Regions from separate parts of the Mus musculus genome. Here region 1 is linked to region 2. The links are chromatin contacts, called in public ChIA-PET maps. All regions are on one chromosome and are shown on one strand. The core of a region is the stretch at or near the end of the contact, and the rest is flanking DNA. Distances in the headings are between cores, read along the strand shown.

Region 1 (6,708 bases), core at 1,129-3,628, 330 kb before region 2:
CCCGAGGCCACCAATGTGAGGAGATGATGCTCTTATCGGCCCCTGTATCCATAATTCCCTGAAAGTCTTTACCATTGATTGTTAAATGCAGCGTGGGTCTATTATTTAGTGGCATAATTAGATATGCTGCATCTTGGCCAGAAGAGCCCATATGATTGCTTCCATGTGTTTGTGTTCTTTCCTCTCTCCCTGTGGGCAATAGGATCATTTGTGCAATTCTATCTCCTGATGTAATGGAGAGAATTCCTTGAGGGCAGGAGCAAAGGACCTGGATTTCTTGTAAATGGTGATGATCTACTATTCCAGGATAAACTATAAGTCCTTACATAGTCAGCGATCCTCGCCCTATTATCAGGCCCACTGTTCCTGAAGGTAAGGGTTCCGGGGCCTCAACTGGAATAGGCTGAACATTCATTTGTGGCATGAGTAGGAAGTCGGTGGTGGAATGCAGGTCCACTGATGCGATTCCTTGGGGTTCATTTCCTCTAAGTTGCTCTGGCTTTTGATAAACCGATTCCCATATTTGTGAGGGCTCTGGGATCGGGGGCCCACAACCCCGTTTTTTGGTAGGCGGTTGTCAGATTCATTGATTGGGGGCAGGAGCCTCCCCTTCATATCGCGAATTGAGCAGCATTCACTAGCTTTGTGATAACCCTTCCCACAACGAGAGCAAAGAGTAGCCACCCGGGCCCGCTCTGGGAGGGAGCAGTTTTTCTTTAGGTGGCCTATCTTTCCACAGTTAAAACAAGCTCTTTGTTTGCTGGTAGAGGGGCGCTTTTGTGATTGTAATATGGCTGCAGCCAGTCCTGCATTAGTAAGTGGACCTCCTAGCTCTCTACATACCCTAAGCCAATCTTGCAATCCCTTGTTTTTTCTTGGCGTGATTGCATTCCTGCATTCCTGCATTCCTGTGTGGCCTGCTCATAAATGAGCTGTTCAATTAACGGCATGGCCTGTTCAGGGTCTCCAAAAACTCTTCCTGTGGCCTCTGTCATTCTCACTACAAAGTCTGAGAACGGCTCCTGGGGGCCCTGGATAATCTTTGTAAGGTGGCCTCCAGCTTCTCCCTTTCTTGTAAGAGCTTTCCAAGCCTTAATGGCAGCCGCTGATATTTGAGCATATGCTCCCCAATGATAATTAGTCTGATTGGCAGCATACTGTCCTTGGCCTGTTAATAATTCAAAAGTCTATTGCCTCTGATTATCATCTTCTGCCACAGCATTAATTCTTGCCTGATTCTGGGCAGCATCGTACCACAATGCTTTCCATTCCATGTATTGTCCCATATTAGGTAGAGTGGCCTTAACTGTCATTTGCCAGTCTGCCAGAGTCATTGCTACATTGGCAAATCTCTCAACCTGTACTAAGGTGAAGTTGGCATTGACTCCATAATTACGGACAGATTCGGCAAGTTCCTTAATTTGTTGATATTCTACAGGAGCATGTATGCGTCCTGCACTGTCTCCAGCATCGAAAACTGGAAAAGCCATCTGAATCTTTTTAATTCCTCCTGAGGCAGAAAGGAACTAGCACCATATCTTGATTCATATGGTGGAGGCGCTGAGGGATTGGGTGATGGCTGTATGCCCCCCCCCCTTTTATTAACTTTTTGCTGTACTCTTTGATCAGGGCCATACTTTTCCTCTTCATATCTTGCTGCTTCCTCTTCTAATTCTGCCTCTTCACTAGGGTCTAAATCATCAGAATCTGAGCTATCAAGTTCTAGGGCTTCTAGCTCTCAGGTGGGATAAATATTACTAAGTATACCTGTAGGGGGCACGTTTTCACCTTCCCCTTTTTTCACTCCCCCCTTTTCTAACTTCCAGGGAGGTCCTTTTTCCTTAGACATGTCTTTTTTCTTTTTATGAGCTCCTAATCTCTCGCTCCGTTCGGTTTCTGACATGCTGTCCTGAACCTTCTCTAACGTTTCTTGTCCCTCAACCACTGCAGGTTGGCAGGTCTCATCTTCTAAGCAGTTCTTTATTAATTTCCAAATTGCCTTAGTGCCTAGGTGTAAGTCTCCTTCCTCAAATTTTCTATCTAGGTCTCTTCCTAGTTTATTCCACGAGGCTGTGGTCAGGGAACCTGTTCCACGAGGCTGTGGTCAGGGAACCTGAACAAGCATACCATGGGGCAACACGGTCAATCTCTTTGACAAAATTTTGTAGAGTGTGTGTGGCAATCTTGAGGTCTCTCTGCTTAAGGACAATTTGCAGTGCATTTACAATTGACTGTGATGACCCCATTGTGCCTGCGGTTTATCTACATCTGATTTAAGGCACACTGAAGCAGAAAGTGAAAGTAAAATGCCATGCTCCGTTTCAAAAGCAGAAGTCCGTCCCTGAAGCAGAAGTCTGCTCTCAAAGCAGAAGTCTGCTCCCGGAGCAGAAGTGAAAGTAAAGTGCCATGGTCCGCTCTCTTATCTACCAGAGACTGACTGAGCTTGACAGTGCTGCCACTTATTTACGTGGGACTGACCGCACCTCAAGGCCAACACCAACCACGATAAACACAATAAGGCACCAGGAGAAAGAAAACAAATGCCAGGGTTACAAAAACCAAAGCTTCTACCGACCCATCCCGCGGTGTTTCTAGATTGAGACCAAAGTCAAAGGGAACAACAGGCTCACAATCAGACATATCTCTCCGAACTTACCTTTCACTGCAGTTCTGGACCCGCCCCGTTTCCGGGGGGCCTCCTCAGTGCCGGCAATGTTGTAGAATTCCTGGGATTTCAGCACCAGATGTCCCTGTGTGATAAAGAGTCTCGCCAGCGAGGACACAAACACAGGACACACTCAGATCCTTTTGCAGCAAAGCTTTAATGCATCTCGAGAGAAAGATGATCAGCTTCTGGGGAGGAGACCCAGAACACAGGAAACTCGGTCCTTAAATAGACCACAAAAGCAGTTGGAGACATATTTCACCCTGACTGGTTGCTCACCATCAGTCCAGATGACGCCACGGGACAGGCAGGGCACAAGGAATGGAAAAATACACCAGCACATGCGCAGACTACTTGTTTACCAGTTAGAACACCAGATATCAGCGCCATCTTGTAATGGCGATTGCAAGGGCGGCTCCTCACAGTCTGGGAGGAAGAGAGAAAGATTACACCCATAGAGAATCTAGGCAAGGAGATCTCGAGGGTAAGGAAGAGCAAAGCTTCAGCAGACTCAGGAGAGACGGATGAGAGTGGCAAATGAAGAGATCGACAGTGAGGAGAGGTGGAAATAGAGATGAAGAGGATTAGAGAGAGGTCTGAGATGAGAGAGGCAGGCAAGAGAAAGGGTTGCTAGATAGAAATAGGAAGCATGATGGGAAGAAGAACAAAGCCAGAACCAGAGATGTGCAGTGAGACATAAGGATAAACCAGGGTAGAGGGAGAGGATGGGGACATGATAACTGGACAACATGCAAAGGAAGCAAAGACAAGGAGGAGGAACAAAGGGATAGAGAGAGAGAAAACATTGTATGAGATCTCCATTACAGTCAGGAAAACAGGAGCAAAGAGAGGTAAATAACAAAGACTAGAGACTAGCAAGGTGGCACATGCTGATAATGCTAGCACTTAGAAATGATAAGTAGAAGGAACAGGAAGGCAGGGAATTAAAAAGGGATAATAGACAAGAGAGAAACTTGCATAAAATACTGGCCACAGTAGTCAGGGAAACTAGAGAGTTTAGTAAGACAGTACCAGGCAACTGCAGAGAGCTTTGGCTAAAGATCAATGTCTTTACTGTAAAGAAAAAGGACACTGAGCAAGAAGAAGAAGAGGGGCAACGGTGGCCTTCTGAAGCTAGAAAAGAGACTGTGTTTCATATCCCCCCCCCCCCACCGACCAGTTCAAGAAAAGTTAGAGAGTTTCTGGGCACTGCGGGCTTTTGTAGACTGTGGATTCCAGGTTTTGCTGAATTAGTGGACCCACTTTACCCCCTCACAAGAGATAAACAGTCCTTTGTATGGGGAAGTAAAGAACAACAAGCCTTCGATGCCATTTGACTGCCATAATGTCGGTCCCACCTTTAGGCCTTCTGGATATGACTAAGCCCTTCCATCTATTTGTGGCTGAGAACAAAGGTATTGCCAAAGGGATTCTTACTCAGAGATTGGGGTCCTGGAGAAGACCTGCAGCATAGTTATCAAAAAAATTAGACCTTGTGGCTGCAGGATGGCCTGCTTGTCTGCGCATGGTGGCTTCTGTGACATTGGTCAAGGATGCAGATAAATTGACTCTGGGGCAGAACTTGGTAATCTCAGCACTGCACAACCTAAAAAGTGTAGCTCATCAGCCCCCCTAATTGATGGTTGACTAACATTTGCATGACACATTACCAGACTCCATTGCTCAACTCCGATAGAGTCACTTCTCCCCCCCAACACCACCCCCCACCCCGCAAGTATGAACTCAGCTTCTCTGCCCCAGACCCAGACATAGAGGACCGTGTCCATGACTGTCAGCAAGTTCTTGCCAAGGCACATGGGTGACATAAAGATTTGACAGACCAGCCACTAGAGGGCGCAGATGTTACCTGGTTCACAGACAGGAAGGAGCAGCTATCTAGAAGAAGGGAAGAGACATGCACATGCTAGAGAAGCTGAGGTAGACAGACACCAAGTTATCTGGATACAGGCCCTGCCAGAGGACATGTTGGAACAAAAGGTGGAACTGATCACTAAGGCCTTGGAATTAGGAAAAGGAAAAAGACTCAACATCATCCACTGTCCTAGTCACCAGAAGAGAGATACCATGATAGCAAGGGACAACAACATGGCAGACTGAGAGGCATGAGTAGTTGCATCCATGGCCCTGCTGGTGCTCCTGGCAACAGAGCCTGAAAACCCCATCCCTGAGTTTACCTACATAGCAGAGAACTTAGCCCTCATTTCCAAAGATCCCAGTCACCAGTTCAACAAAAATAAGAGACTGTGGTACACCTCTGGGGAAAAGAAAATCCTGCCACAAAGACAAGCAGAGGCTATGATCAACAGATGCATCAGTGGACTCACTTAGGGGTAAGCAAGCTCATCCAGACATTTTCCAAGACTAAGTACCATGTACCAGGTTTAAAACACCTTTTGGAGCAGGTGATGCACAAGTGTGTGTCCTGCCAAAAAGTCAATGTCTACCATACCACGGTGGATCCAAGAAAGAGGTACTGGGGAAACAGACCCAGCATCTACTAGGAGGTAGACTTTACTGAGGAAAATATGGGTATAAATACCTTTTGGCTTTTGTGGATATGTTCTCGAGATAGGTAGAAGCTTTTCCCTGTAAAAATGAGACTGATCAGATGGTCATCAAGAAGATTATTTCCAAGATTTGGAGTGCCAAAAGCAATAGGGTCAGATAATGGCCCTGCCTTTGTTGCCCAGGTAAGTCAGGGCATGGCCAAGTATTTAGAGGTCGAATGGAAATTACATTTTGTGTACAGACCTCAGAGCTCAGGACAGGTAGAAAGGATGAATAGAACCCTAAAAGAGACCTTGACAAAATTAACCATGGAGACTGGCACAGACTGGGTGGTGCTCCTCCCCCTTGACCTATTTAGAACCAGAAATACTCCCTCTAGATTGTCTTACTCCTTTTGAGACCCTTTATAGGGCTGCTGTGCTTCTCACTGTCTTAAATGGTGTGCTTGAACCCACATGTTGTTGTAATAATGATCTGTATGCTAGGTTTTAAAAACTTGCAGGTGGTGCAGAAGGAAGTCTGGTCACAACTGACTGCAGCAAATGAGCCGGGCACCCCAAAGACATCCCACCTGTTCCAATAAAAGATTTGATCTATGTGTGCTGGCATCATGCCCAGACCCTCAAGGGTTCCTACCTAGTCCTGCTTACTACACCTTCTTATCCTGTTTCTGCTCTTAAACTTTGGCCCATGCATCCTTAATTGCTTAAGTACAGTACAAGTTTTGATGCTCAGACAATATCAGCAGCTCCAACAAAGTGAAACATCATTTCAAGGTTGAAATGCACTAGAGAAAAAGGGGGGAATGTAGAATCCAAAATAAATTCAAGACCACTTAGTCTCTTGAAGGGACTTTCCAAACTATACTAGCAGGCCAAGTGCAGAGCCAGATAAGGAAGCTGGCCAACTAAACAATGCTGAGAAAAAACAAACAAATATAAGGGCAGGCAGAGTGAGTCACTAGGCCAAAGGTAGTCACCCTATGCAAACCAACCACTTCCTGAAACGTTTACTTGCTACACCAATCAGAATAAGCCAGCTAGCCCTGTTGCCTAGATCTGCCCCTTACAAGGTATAAAAAGTGTGTTCTTTGTTTGTTTGGGGGTCTCTCCTCTTGCCTGCGTGATAAGGGGGGTCCCCAACATGTTTGATCAATAAAAATATTTTCCTCTTGCAGTTTGCAGCAATGTCAGTATCTGTGGTCTTTGTGAGTGAGGGGCTTTTGGCAGACTACAACACTAGCTAGCCCTTCTAATTGAATTGACAAGTTCTGGGTTCAGTGAGAGACCCTGTCTCAAAAAGTAATCTATAGAGTTATTGATAAAGACACTTGATATGGATCTCTGGCCTTCACACACAAATGTGCACATGCATGTATAATTGCACCCAAGTGAGCATTTACACACATTTAGAGAGACTGAGACAGATACAGGAAGAAAGGTGTTTTGTTCAACAAAGCAATCCTTTTAAGATTCCTTTCAACAGTCAGGTAGTGGTAGCACACACCTTTAACC
Region 2 (6,165 bases), core at 74-2,573:
CTTCCAAGGCCTGTCAAGTCCTCTTGGTTAGCCTCGCCGTTAAAAGTGAACCCCTTGCGGGTTACTGACCTCCGCTCGGTTCTTTGGAAGAGAAAAGGTTTACACGAATGGAGCTGATCTCTATCAGCCAGAGAACTTCCTTACTTGGAAATGGCACTTACTATTTGTCAGTCTACTGCCAAATCAAGTTACGAGTGGAAAGGCCGAACGTGGGGGTGAGGATGGCATTTTTGAAGCTTCTACTGAATAATAATAACCAGGAGGATTTTTAAGAAGAAATTTGCTTAGGTCAGAAAAACAACTTTACGTTTTAATGTTCTGGGTCAAACTATGTAACAAAGCAAAAGTCATTTTTACTACAAAGTTTCTCCTCCGTTTTTTCAGGTATACTTAAAACAATCAGGGCATTTCTTTCATGTGTGTGTGTTCCTTGACCCACATAGGGCAATCACTTCTCTCCTTCCTCCATAATGTGGGTTCTGTGTACGAAACCGGGGCAGTCAGGCTCCCTCGCCTTTACCCACTGAGCCATCTCCTCAGCCCCTCCCTCCCTATAGTAACTTTAGCTACAGCCGCCTGCCAGGGCTAGGAAAAGCAGTAAGATGTGATGGGCTGGGCCCGGTACTGCTTGGTAAGACACTTCACTTCTGCAACCTGAGTTTTCTCATGTGTAGAACACATGTAATGGTGCCTTCCTTTCTCAACAACGTGTGGGAAGTCCTACAGGACACTGACTGACGTGTGTGAAGGCAGAGCAAACCGTGTAAGGACACCAGGGGTCCTCACATTCTATTTTTGTATAGGTTTAAATATTTCTGTTACTTTTAAAAAAAAATATTTTTACTTCTTTTCAAAGTGAAGAAAATGTATCCTCTTTTAAATTCTGTTTGATTCTGATCTGCTTGTTTGTGGTGGGGTCTAATGTGATAGCCCAGCATGGCTTTGCACTTGGAATTCTCCTGCCTCGACCTTTTGGGCACCCATATTTATTCATCACTGTGTCCATCTGAAGAGTTCAAGAATTCTACAAAAACATCCTCAAGAAAATACCAAGATATTAAGATGCACTCTGTCTCCATGATGCACAGCACCCTGATAGTCTAACAGTAAAGTACTTTTCTCCTTTTTAAAATGTGTGATTGGGTGCATCTGAAGAATAAAAATTGCTACTTTCACCTCCTTAAATCAGAATTGTAAAGGAGTCACCAATACTGGGAAACAGCACACCAGCCGGATGCTGGGGAGAGGTCTAAGTGTCTACACAAGGGATAATGCCGTCCTTACTGGAGGCCTAGCACCTGCTCCCACATAGGCCTCTCCCAGGACGCTGCCTCTTTAAGAGAGACTTCCTGGTGAGGCAGAGATTTCCGAATGCAGCTTCCTGGAGACCACATACATAAACAATAAACTCTGCTGAAGAACTGCAAATAGACAATACAGCCCATGCTGCGGCTGGAGCGGCTGGAACACGAACCAATTATGAGGGCTGACAATAGCCAGGGCATTCCATGAGGAATGCAGATCTGTGATAAACACAGGGAAACAAGTTACCCAAACACTATACACCTGCACGCAGTGAACGGATTTTTAAAAACACGGAGCCTGACCTCTCATACCAGAGAGAAATGGTTGCCTCCAGAGTCAGGGCTGTTTTTTAAATTATCATCGGCCAGGAAGAAAGCAGCCAAAACTCTTCTCAGAGCCCCGCCACACACTAAGTGCACACTCAAGAGAACACGTGTTTCCAGGCTGACCGGCGAGGCCTGGGACATCTCTAACAGCCAAGCGTGTGTGGGGTTGCCCTATAGTTGAACTCCCTTCCTGGGCCTGGGGAGCCCCCAGCTCAGAAACCAGAGCCCAAGTCCTACTAAAGAAGACAAACACTGCCCACTCATTTCCCAGCCTTCCTTGAAGCCAGAGCACCGGAGTACTAGCCAGGCTCAGCCAATTAGGTACTGCCATCGGAGGCCTAGGTCAGGAGCTGGGAGGCGGGGCAGCCAGGACACTGCAGGGCTAGTTGTGTGGGGGTCATAGGGGATCATCGTTAGCAGGGGTTGTGAGGGCAGATTGGAAGCTATGTTTTATTGTCAGGGCCGGGGTTATAAAAGTGACATCTTCCCCACCCAGAGACAGGTGTCCTTAGGACAATTGTTAGTGGTGTTATCTGGGGCTGTTCCTGATTTCCTGATCCTTCCCAGTCTCTGTGAGCGAGCGAGCGAGCGAGCGACCAACCGTGAATTCACTTTCTATTTAACAGAACTACATCTCTTGCTAAGGGGCTAGTTCCTGAACACAGTTCTGTGAGGCAGTCCCGAAGTTAAGAGCACAGAGTAGCTCTGAGCTCCAGTATGGAATGGCTTCTCTCACACTTACACTGCCTCCTGACCTTATGCCCTGTATCGGTTGGTCTCTGATTCCTCCTGGACTTTATCTTCTTCTGCCTTCCTTCCCCACCCCCACCCCCAGCCCCAGCCCCCAATCTGAGGTCACACGGCCTGTTTCTCATCAGGCTCCTTCCTGTCTCCGGGTCTGTGCACCTGCTATTCCTCTTCAGGAAACTCCACCCCAGCTCGTCACAGAGCAGGCAGCATCCTCACTGTGTAACATCAACTCATGGGAGGCCCCGACCGACCAACAGACAGACCAGGCTGTCCAAAGGACTTTGCTCCCCACCCCAGCTCTTAGTTCCCTGTCAAGATACCTGTTGATTTCCTTTGCAGAACTTACCACATCCTGTGATTAATTCATTTCAGATGACAGTAGCAAACACCACTGCCTGGGGACCTTCTACTCGCCAGACGGCAGGCGAAGTTCCCTTGATTCCAGGCTACTCAGTGATTTCATAGAGGTTACTGACACTCTCTAGGCTCAGAAAGGTTAAAGGAGTTGTCCCAAGAGCTAGGCTTGCCAGAGATGAACAAAAACTTAACGTGGATTTGCATCATGGTGCTTCTCACCACAGTGCTCCCACAGACACCAGGTGAACGAGGACCAATTGTGTCACAGCTGGTGGAACTTTGAACCTGGTACTCCAGATCGCAGCCTCCTCTTGCACACAGACACACACACACACAGACACACACACACACAGACACACACACACACTGACACCTTCCACCCCTGCCGGCATTCAGTCTAGCACCCACATGCCTCCCAGGGAAGAACTGTATCCTGATTTGGGTAGAGATGGGGCTCACTTTCCCCAGTCAAGAGAAACAGGCTCCAAGGGTGGGTGTGCATGAACACCTCAGAAGAATTCACAGCCAGCCAGATGGGATGCAAACCGGCAAACAACACTTTCAATGTTCTTGAAGAATTCTGAAGCCTGAAGAAGCCAGGAGCAATCTTCAGGCCCTCCCCAGGGGAAATAAATGCCTTCAAGGACTGTGCCAGGGCTGAGAACTGCTAGGGTGAAAAGAGGAGTCAAGACAAGAGAGTGAGGGACAGTGACAGCCCAGCTCATTGAGGGAACCAGTTAGTCAGAGGACCTGCAGAAGGGAACAAGAAAAGACTGGGGTACAGAGAATTGGGATCAAGGTAGAGATTCCACCTCTCCCTGGAGGAAACAAACCAGCTGGGGTGGTCCAGAATGGCTGTACAATCAGGTAGAAACTAACTTTGTCAAGGACAAGGACAAGGTCATGGCTGTACAATACTGGTCTAATGCTGGTAGGGTTGGTAGTCATCTCCTCTATATCTTTAATTCTACAGGCATAAGTGTGTCATCTAAAAACTGTATTCATGATTTAAAAAAGAAAAGAAGTCCCTTTTCAGTCTCCTGGCTCCCTTTCCCTGCAGAAGGAGCCAGGCAAGGTCCTCCCGCCAGCAGCACAGCTGTCCCTCTGGGGATGGGGAGCTACACAGAGCTCTGAAGTGGGTGATTTATGGAGAAGACCAGGAGTCACGTGCTTCTTGATGACAGTCACACCTGCCAAAACTCCCAAAGACCCACCTCAGGCTCATGTCATCTTTAAGAGCAAAAGCTGCTTGCTGCTTTCCTAACAGTGTAGTTTGGACACAAAAGATCTCCCGTGCTGAACAGACATCTGGGGGCTGTGGGAAGGGAGCCCACCATGACCCTCTGTGATGTTGTATTTCAAGAATTCCTTCCCTGGGGAGGTGTAACACTGTCTATCTCTCCTTACAAAGTGCCAATAGCAAAGCAAAGTAGGATTCCACCAGAGTTCAACTGGGGAGACAAGGAGGTACTAGGGTCTTAAAGCAAGGATAAGGAGTTCCCTCTAATTACATGGGTGACCTGAAAGCAGCTGCACTGCAAAGTCTTTATTCAGCACAGGTGACAGCTTCCCATAACCACAAGATCAATGTCCCTTCAGTTAACTACCTCCTATATATGCCAATACCACATAGAAGACTTCCGACCGCATCAACCTACTGAAGGTAGGTTAGGCAGAACTGGTTAGGGCAGAACTGCATACAAATGGCTAGAAGGAGCAAATGGAATCTCAGGGTCACTGGACCCTCCCCACCAGCTCTTTCTAGAAGGGAAATCTCAACAGCCAACAAGCCAACAGAACAACCTGTCTGGTGAATATAGGGGCTGATTTGCCACAATAAAAAGTCATTATAAGGCCAAGCATGCCTTGAATCCCAGCACTCAGGTCACAAGGCAGATGGATCTCTGCATTTGAGGCCAGCCTGGCTAACATAGTGAGTTCCAGGAACAGCCAGAGCTACATAGAGAGACCTCGTTTTTAAAAGAAGAGGAAGAGGAGGAGGCAGAAAGGAGGAGGAAGAGGAAAGAAAAAAATCATTATGAGCAGCAACAATGGTTGGGCTGTTTCTAACAGGAATATGAATCTGTACAAATAGACATTGCTAGTGTTAGCGTATGTACACACACATACACATATATGATCATATGTAGCAAGATATTTATCCATTAAACATAATATATAATATTATATAATGTAGTAATCATGGTTTTATTATCATCCTCTTTAACTTAATATAAGAATTTGTTGGAGCCAGGATCTGGTTCTGTCTGCTTGCCCAGCATGCACTAGGCCCCTAGGTTCAATTAGTCCTCAGTACCACATAACTGGGTGTGACAGTACATGTCTGTAATCCCACCACTCCAGAAGTACAGGCTGGAGGATCAGAAGTTGAAAGTCAACTTTAGCTACAGAGTGAATTTGAAGCAAGCTTGATACATGAGACCCTGTCTCAAAAAGGGGTGGGTCTGAGAAGGGAACCCCAAGAACAGGCATCTTGGGAAAGCTAGTGTTGCAATTTCCTACCATTGGCAGGTACAGTGCTGGGGATACCTAACACAGACCCTAATATCTGGACTGCCCCACGTGAGCTACAGGCTTGGGAGAATCCCCCACTATGGAAGACCTGGATTTCCTGTCACCATGAAGGGAAACAAAGCGACCTCTCCTCCTCACACTGCGCACAGCTGTATGCACGTTCACAGAGGTCCTCTCAATAGCCCCTTGAATCACATACAGTTATGAGATGAATTTTACAAAAGAAAATGCAAGCCTCGGTGATGTTAAGCATTCACCAAAGACCATTCAGTTAGTCTGACATGTAGGCATTCTGAGTGTGCAAGCCAAGTCATAGAACAGTACAAAAGACAGAACAGAGTCAGCTAATATATGCTGGGGAATTGTTTCACAGACCCTTAATAGGTCTCCTTGTCCAGAATGACTTCTGCATAGCAGGCACTACGTGGACAGCTTGGCTGCCTCATCACTATGGCAACCTCCAAGGCTCGGACTTGAGGACACTAAGGTTCAGAGAGGTTGAGTTCCTGGTCCATTGCCACAGAACTTGTTAACAGCAGCCTCTGTGTAGTTGCTTAAGCTTGGACATGGGCTCTGCCATGCCTTCTCCATGTCCTTTAGGCACCATGTTTCCCCCCATTACTTCCCACTTTGAAGCCCAGAGCAGCTAATTCTGTACCAGAATAATGACTGGGGTAGGAGAGGGTAGGGAGCGAGGGTAGGAATTTTACAAAATATAATTCCTGCCAACAGTGAGCTGTATCATCAATCTGCAGTGTGTCCAAGGCTCCCCGTGAGCTCTGCTTACCCTCTGCCTAAATCACACCAAAATGTGTGATGAGCGACGACACCATGGGGTTTGGTATGCACCTGAAAACAACACCCCAAAACACATTGTGGTGGTTTAAATAAA

Evidence for each region. ChIA-PET counts read pairs in DNA pulled down with a chosen protein or histone mark.
Region 1: a contact with region 2 is called in an RNA polymerase II ChIA-PET map of memory CD8 T cells, with 12 read pairs. The contact joins two enhancer-like sites.

What each region holds. Positions count from the first base shown.
Region 1 is chr14:27,558,446-27,565,153 of GRCm38.p6, reverse strand. No RefSeq gene overlaps it. Among named protein-coding and RNA genes, the nearest start is that of Gm25697, 34 kb to the right of the region's middle. Within about 2 kb of position 2,378, at least 95 of the 459 cell types and tissues checked have an H3K27ac peak or open chromatin away from gene starts, as enhancers often do. A contact at or near this core is called in memory CD8 T cells, where this site is marked.
Region 2 is chr14:27,226,124-27,232,288 of GRCm38.p6, reverse strand. It overlaps a transcript of Arhgef3 not described here. Among named protein-coding and RNA genes, the nearest start is that of Gm34848, 37 kb to the left of the region's middle. Within about 2 kb of position 1,323, at least 163 of the 459 cell types and tissues checked have an H3K27ac peak or open chromatin away from gene starts, as enhancers often do. A contact at or near this core is called in memory CD8 T cells, where this site is marked.